Regions from separate parts of the Triticum aestivum genome. Here region 2 is linked to region 1. The links are chromatin contacts, called in public Hi-C maps. All regions are on one chromosome and are shown on one strand. Each heading gives the region's core, a stretch centred on a gene start, on an enhancer-like site or on the middle of the called end of the contact. The rest is flanking DNA. Distances are from core to core; before and after follow the strand shown. Region 1 holds the start of LOC123155845. Region 2 holds the start of LOC123158041 (CASP-like protein UU-1).

The links. Hi-C and Micro-C count contacts between places; a contact is called where the count stands out from the background.
Region 2: a Hi-C map of leaf shows a contact between it and region 1, with 4 times the contacts expected there. The contact joins the promoter of LOC123158041 here to the promoter of LOC123155845 in region 1. A contact is called at or near these places in 2 of 5 Hi-C or Micro-C datasets (both in leaf).

What each region holds. Positions count from the first base shown.
Region 1 is chr7B:233,971,922-233,975,103 of IWGSC CS RefSeq v2.1, reverse strand. LOC123155845 reads left to right here and starts at 1,649. Exons shown (of 1, transcript XM_044573990.1): 1 at 1,649-3,182. The coding sequence starts at 1,828.
Region 2 is chr7B:234,535,004-234,538,185 of IWGSC CS RefSeq v2.1, reverse strand. LOC123158041 (CASP-like protein UU-1) reads right to left here and starts at 1,571. Exons shown (of 3, transcript XM_044576184.1): 1 at 1,258-1,571; 2 at 1,005-1,107; 3 at 548-868. The coding sequence starts at 1,409. The coding sequence ends at 647. It overlaps LOC123158040 (zinc finger protein CONSTANS-LIKE 14), which reads left to right. Exons shown (of 4, transcript XM_044576183.1): 3 at 1-43; 4 at 131-487. The coding sequence ends at 248.

The DNA.
Region 1 (3,182 bases), core at 400-2,899:
GGAAGATGGCGGCGACGACACACGAGTGCGTCTGACCGGATTGTGCCCCAGACCCGGTATGTGGCTCGGCTGGGGCTTCCGAATATGTTTCGGCTTCCGGCTTTTGATGTTAGGCTTAGGTGAGTGGTTTGGGTAGTGGCCCAGCTAGCACCCCTTCATCATTTTGGATAGGAGTAGCGGCATGTGTTGCCAAGATGATGGATTCAGGCACATTGTTGTAATACTTTGTAAGGTCCTCGAGAATAATCAATAAAGTGACTGTATGCATCTCCCAGATGCAGAGGCCGGAGGTCATCCTCCTTTTCTAAAAAAATTATAAGAGCGTTTAGATCACTAATTTAGTTATTTAAGCGCTCTTATAATACTTTACAGGGGGAGTACTGTTTTGCTGCTGTTGCATGAAACAAGTTGCTCAAAATAACAGTGCAGAAAACTGTGTAGTCACTAGTCAGGCTGAAGGTAAGTTCTGTGCTTGAATGAATATTTTGCTCTGTCGTAGGTGAAAACCCAGCAAAGAAGGAACTGCGGCGCACTGTGGCTTGGAGGCGAGCAGGGAGTGTCACAAGATGGAGAAATATATCGGTAGGAGTTGGCATGCTCAGTGATCATGGATGTTTGTTTTTGATTTGCTATTATTGTAGTCCCTGCAATACTGATTGCTGTATGTAATGTAACCTGAAACTGATTGTTTTTTGCTATGCTATTATCAGGAAACGAGGAAATTTAACACATTCACCCTCCATCTATGCAGGCATGATTCAAGCTACAATTCAGCTTTTATGTTGTGCACGCCTTAGAAGTTGAAAAGAAAACTCAAGACACTCATTAATTGGTGCTTTCACTTGTCGCTGCACTAGCTTACACAAATTTTGTGTCTGTTGCCAAAGAGGACAAGTCTTTCAATTATCAACGTTGCTTATCTCATAGAGATTTCTCTTGACAGTTTAAGCCAGGAGATGGGTGAATATGCTGTTCAGTTTAATTAGATGTACAGATAATGTCCTGACAAAGAAGGATGAATCTCTTCATTCTGTAACTGATTTTTTTGTCTTTGAATTATTCAATAGTTAGTTGATGTTACCTGAAATGTCTATGTGAAGTAATAACATTTACCTAAAAATAAATTGCATCCTGAAGATGTGCTTAAACTAGGACTCTCAAGATTTTACTGACAAGGGGCTAGTAGTGAAGCATCAAGGGGAAACTTTCTTACAAATCTTTAGACACTATGCCCAAAAAAACACATAAGATGAACGCACAACACCAACAGCAGATTAGCTAGGCATCCAACTAAATATGCATTATCACCACATCATGACAAGATACCAAGAACCCAAAATCAAAGTGTGCATGCTACATGCATCAAGCTAGCTAGAGCAATCGCAAGTCATCATGCCAAGATATCCTGATTACAGTTTTGCACTTTGACCGACTGCAAAATTTGCTGTTAGTTTGATCGTCTGAAGAATAAGGTGTGACAACCTCTTAAATATCATTAAACACACTTGCGCAAGCAGAAATCTAACACAGAACGGGCATGGTTAGAAGTACTCATCGTAGACAAACAAAAAAAGTCGATTGGCTGTAGACTTGTGTTCCTCTTCATATCCTTCTCCTTTCTTCATACCGGCTTGAGATAGCTGCGTGCACTACGCGTGAACGCTGAAGGTGTTGCGGACGTCACCAAAGGTGACACGTCCGAAGCCATCCTCGCAAAATCCTTCGCCACTGGAATCAAGGAACACGAGATAGAACTCGCCGTTCCTTATTCCGTACCCCACAAACAAGACCAAGAAATACTGGATCAGATGTGTGACCCTCAATAACATGTCCGCTCCCGACCCGCCCCAACACATCGCCCACTGGCCCATACCGGCGGCATCCCCTCCGGCGCCGCCGGCCACCGCCCAGTCCCAGACGCTATCCTACCTGGCCTGCCTTGCCCGTCCGTCCCAGCCGCTGCCTTGGGGTTTTTTTGGGCCGCAGCGCTCTCCGTTGCCGGCTGCGCGAGATTCCGATCCAGATCCAGCTTGGGGCTCTCCTCCGCCTCCACCTCCTGGTCGCCCTCCCGGCGTGGATTCGGAGGTGGACTGCGTCTTGGAGACGCCGCCTGAGCTCCTCGCCCGCGCGCTCCCAACCACCACCTTCAATTCTCCTGCTCCAGGCCGCTCCGCCAACCTGACGAGCATTGAAGGCGTTAATGGAGGGGACAGTTCGGGATGGCTTGCGTGCTTTCGGCCCGTCCCTGCGCAGGCCGCTGCTGAGCAATCACTCCCGCGCGGCGCGGCGGCTGCGGGGCTCGAGGAGGAAGCGACGGCGCCTTGGACCGAGGTCAGGCGTGGGCGGCCGCGCCCTCCGCCCGCTCCTGTTGCTGCCTTCACTCCTCGCGCCCCTCCTCCCGCATGGATAAAAGGTCTCTGCTTCCACTGTCTCAAGCCTCGACATCGCGTCGTGGACTGCCGCGACCCAGTCACCTGCAGACGGTGCTTCAGCTCCGGCCACATAGCGCGCGGCTGCACCCACGCTCCACGCCCGCACCTGCGCCCCGGCGCGCCCCCGCCCGCTCCGCGCAGAGCTCCTCCGCCCGCACCTCCCCGTGCCCGCCCGCCACCCACGTCCTCCCAGTTTGCCATGGCTCCCTCTGCTGCGTCTTCGGCATGGGCTGGTGACCACAGCGTCCGCCCGGAGGTGTTCGCCGTCATCCACAACACTCCGGCCATGCAAGCTGAGGCTGCGCTTCTGGAATCCAATGGGGTGGTGGCCTGGTTCGACCGTGATTGTCGCGCCTCCACCAACAAGGTTGCGGCGGCCATCGCAGACGGGATTGGCGCTCTGGTGCCGGACGTGATCGTCGTCTTCCACTTCCCCGAGCGGTTCCTGGTGCGCTTCATCCACAAGCACCACGCGGACATCGCATCATCCCGCCGCGAGCTCCCGTTCGGCGACACCAAGCTGCAGATGAGGGCATGGCGTTTGGAAGGCCATGGTGAGCACGTCGACCTCGGCCACCATGTGTGCCTCTGCCTCGAGGGGCTGCCGCTGTATGCTTGGGATGAAGAGGCGGTCGCCAAGGCCGTCGGCTCCGGCTGCTCGCTGGACTACATCGAGCCAGCTTCCAAGCTCAAGACGACGACCAAGGCTCTGGCCTTGTGGGCTTGGACGCCATGCCCAAGCAAGGTGCC
Region 2 (3,182 bases), core at 322-2,821, 560 kb before region 1:
ATAGCGCGATGCAGCGGTACAAAGAGAAGAGGAAGAATCGCAGGCATGAACCGATGAACAGCTAACCCGTCTTCTTTTACTCCTCATAGACGGTTGCAATTTTCTCATGCGTTTCTGGTGCTCCCTGCAGGTACGAGAAGCACATCCGGTATGAGTCCCGGAAGCTGAGGGCGGATACCCGTAAGCGGGTGAAAGGCCGTTTTGTCAAGTCGAATGAAGCGCTCAGTGCCGGCAGCAATGGCGGATGAGCTAGCCTTCTTCCTTGCTCGCAGCACGGAGATGGCATCCTGCGCTGCACCTAAGCATGATGCCGTGCATTGCTCAGCTATTTTTTGTGTCTCATCATTTTCAGCATCGTGATCCAGAGGATCATTTCACGGTGTGTTTCTTTTGTAAGAGACCTCCCCTTTTCTCCTCAGAACACATAAATAGCCAGCTTAATTTTACAGTATGGTATATACGGTGCATATATGCGTCTCATCTTTCATGCTCATGATTTTATGAATGGATACTGCTGCTTAACCTACCAACTAGTAATTGAGATCCAAAAGGACAAACAATGTACTCCCAAGAACTTTACATGATCTGATGATATTAACTTTTGAACATATCAAGGTGCTGCTAGGTCTTACTCCTAACTGACTGGTCAGTGTCTGGCCGGCGTCCTGGGGTAACGGGAGAGTGCGCAGGCACTGCCGAGAGAGAGGAAGGCGGCCAAGGAGAGCGCGAGCGCGACGGCACCGGCGTCGCAGTACCTCCGGTAGAGGCGGCACACTGCGTACCACCCGCTTGTCTTGTTCCCCCACATGGCCACCGACCCGATGGCCCCTGCGCCCGCCGTTGCCGCCGTCTGTAGGTTCACCACCAGCTGCACGCAACAAAGCAGATATAACAACGATGCCGTCCGTCAGTCGAGATTGACCAGGGTGCACGAACACAGATGCATGGACGTATGGTCTACTAGCTTAGATGGATATTTTTTTCCTTGCCGTACGTAACGTTACCTGGTCCACGGTGTGCAGCCAGCGCTTGCCGATGAGCTTCTTGACAAAGATCGCCGTGAGCAGCGAGTAGGCTGTGCAGAAGAAGTTGGTCGCCACGAATGCCCTGCTCACCCACGAAACAAGAACAGGTCAGACATCGATTCGCTGGTTGCAGAAGCACACGGGAGATCGAGACCAATCGATCTAACTAGCGAGTGAACGAAGGAAGGAGCATGCGCTAGCTGCATGCCGAGAGATTGGTGATGGTACGTACACCCAGACGTCGAACATGGTGAAGTTGACCTCCACCCCCCAGCGCTCCTGCCGGTTAGTGACGACGAGGACGGCGGCGGCGAGGGACGCAACGGCGGCCCCGACACGCAGCGCCACGGTGGTCGTGACGTGCTTCGCGGAGGCCACCTTCATCGTCGCCGCGTCCTGCGACTCCAGCTCCACTATGGTGACGGAGGCGCGACGAGTCCTATGCGGCGGTGTCAGCCCACGCGCGCCGGATGAAAAACCGATCGGGAAAAGAGAAGACCTGGAGGAATTATGGTTGAATCTATATATGGACAGATGATGCTTCTTTGCAAATGTCTGGGGAGACTTGGCCGTAACCTAATCCAAATGAGTCCACCGGAGGTACGACTCTACGTACCTTCTCCAGCTTCATTCAGCACAAACTGAATTCAAATGCCAAGATGCAAATATCTCCTGAATTTTTATCCGGATTTTTTTCCAGCAACTTCCAATCTATTCATCTTCCAAAACGTGCAAAACACTATTGCATCATGATCAGCCCAGGCGTCCCCTCGCGTCGCCCCCGCGGGTGACCCGGGGGGAAACCCTAGCCGCCCCGCCTATCGTCGACGGATGCGGCTGGATGGTCGAACGCAGGGCGGTGGCGCTGTCTGACGCCATGGTGGCGTCGACGACAGGCTGGCAAGGTTTGCGCCAGTCCTTGCTATGGAGATGGATCAGTGGAACACGGTGGTGGCGGGCTCGGTGAGTGGGCAGGACCGGTGTGTGACCCAGTCCCGGTATGTGGCTAGGATGGCGCATCCGGCTTTAGATGTTAGGTTTTGATGTGATGCCTGTTTGGTATTAGGCTCGGACATTCGGCACCCCTACATCAAGGGGATAGGAATAGAAACATGTGTTGCTATGATGGTGGCTCCAGGCTTACGAATGTACTACTTTGTAAAGTCTTTGTGAATAATTAATAAAGTGGCCGCATGCATCGCCCAGATGCAGAGGCCGGGGGTACATCCTCCTTTTCAGAAAAAAATCATGGGAGTACAAAGAACGCCAGAGGTAATAAAAATTACAACCAGATCCGGAGGCCACCTAGCAACGACTACAAACACGGGAGTAAGCCGAACGCCAGAGGTAATAAAAATTACAATTATGGTAGATCTTCACGAAGTAGGCGATCTCCTTGCCCTTACAAACTCCTTGGTTCAACTCCACATGAACTTGGAGGCTCCCAAGTGACACCTAGCAAATCTAGGAGACACCACTCTTCAAAAGGTAATAGATGTTGTGTTGGTGATAAACTCCTTACTCTTGCGCTTCAAATGATAGTCTCCTCAACACTCAATCTCTCTCTCACAGATTTGGCTCGGGTAGGAGAGTGATTGGAAAGGAAAGCAACTTGAAGAGCCTATAAATCAAGGTTCAAATGGTAGGATTGGAATCTCTTGATCTCAACACATGAGTCGGTGGTTCTCTCTCAGAAAATGAATGGTGGAAGTAGTGTTTCATTCTGATGGCTCTCTTAGAGAGTAATTAGGGGTGTGGAGGGGTATAAATAGCCTTCACCCAAAAATCCAACCGTTACACATTTTTGACCCAAATCAGTGAGGCCGAACAGAAACTCGATGACACTGATCTGTGTAAAAGATATGAACCTTGGGCTTTTCGGTGGGACCGAAGTGCAATGGCTAGAGAAAAACTTCGTTTCGGAATTTTCGATTGTTTCAACTCGGTGATTCCGAAGTGAAACAATGTCATCACAGAAACTTGGCAAGGCCATCTCGGTGGGACCGAGATCCATTTTGGTCAAACCAAATTGCTAGGGTTTTGGCTGTGGCAATGGGAGTGGTCATCTCGGTGAGTCCGGAATAGATGATATCGGTGGGACTGAGATGTAGAATTAGGGTTTGGACATATGTGTGTGAGAAAATGACTGGGGATTTT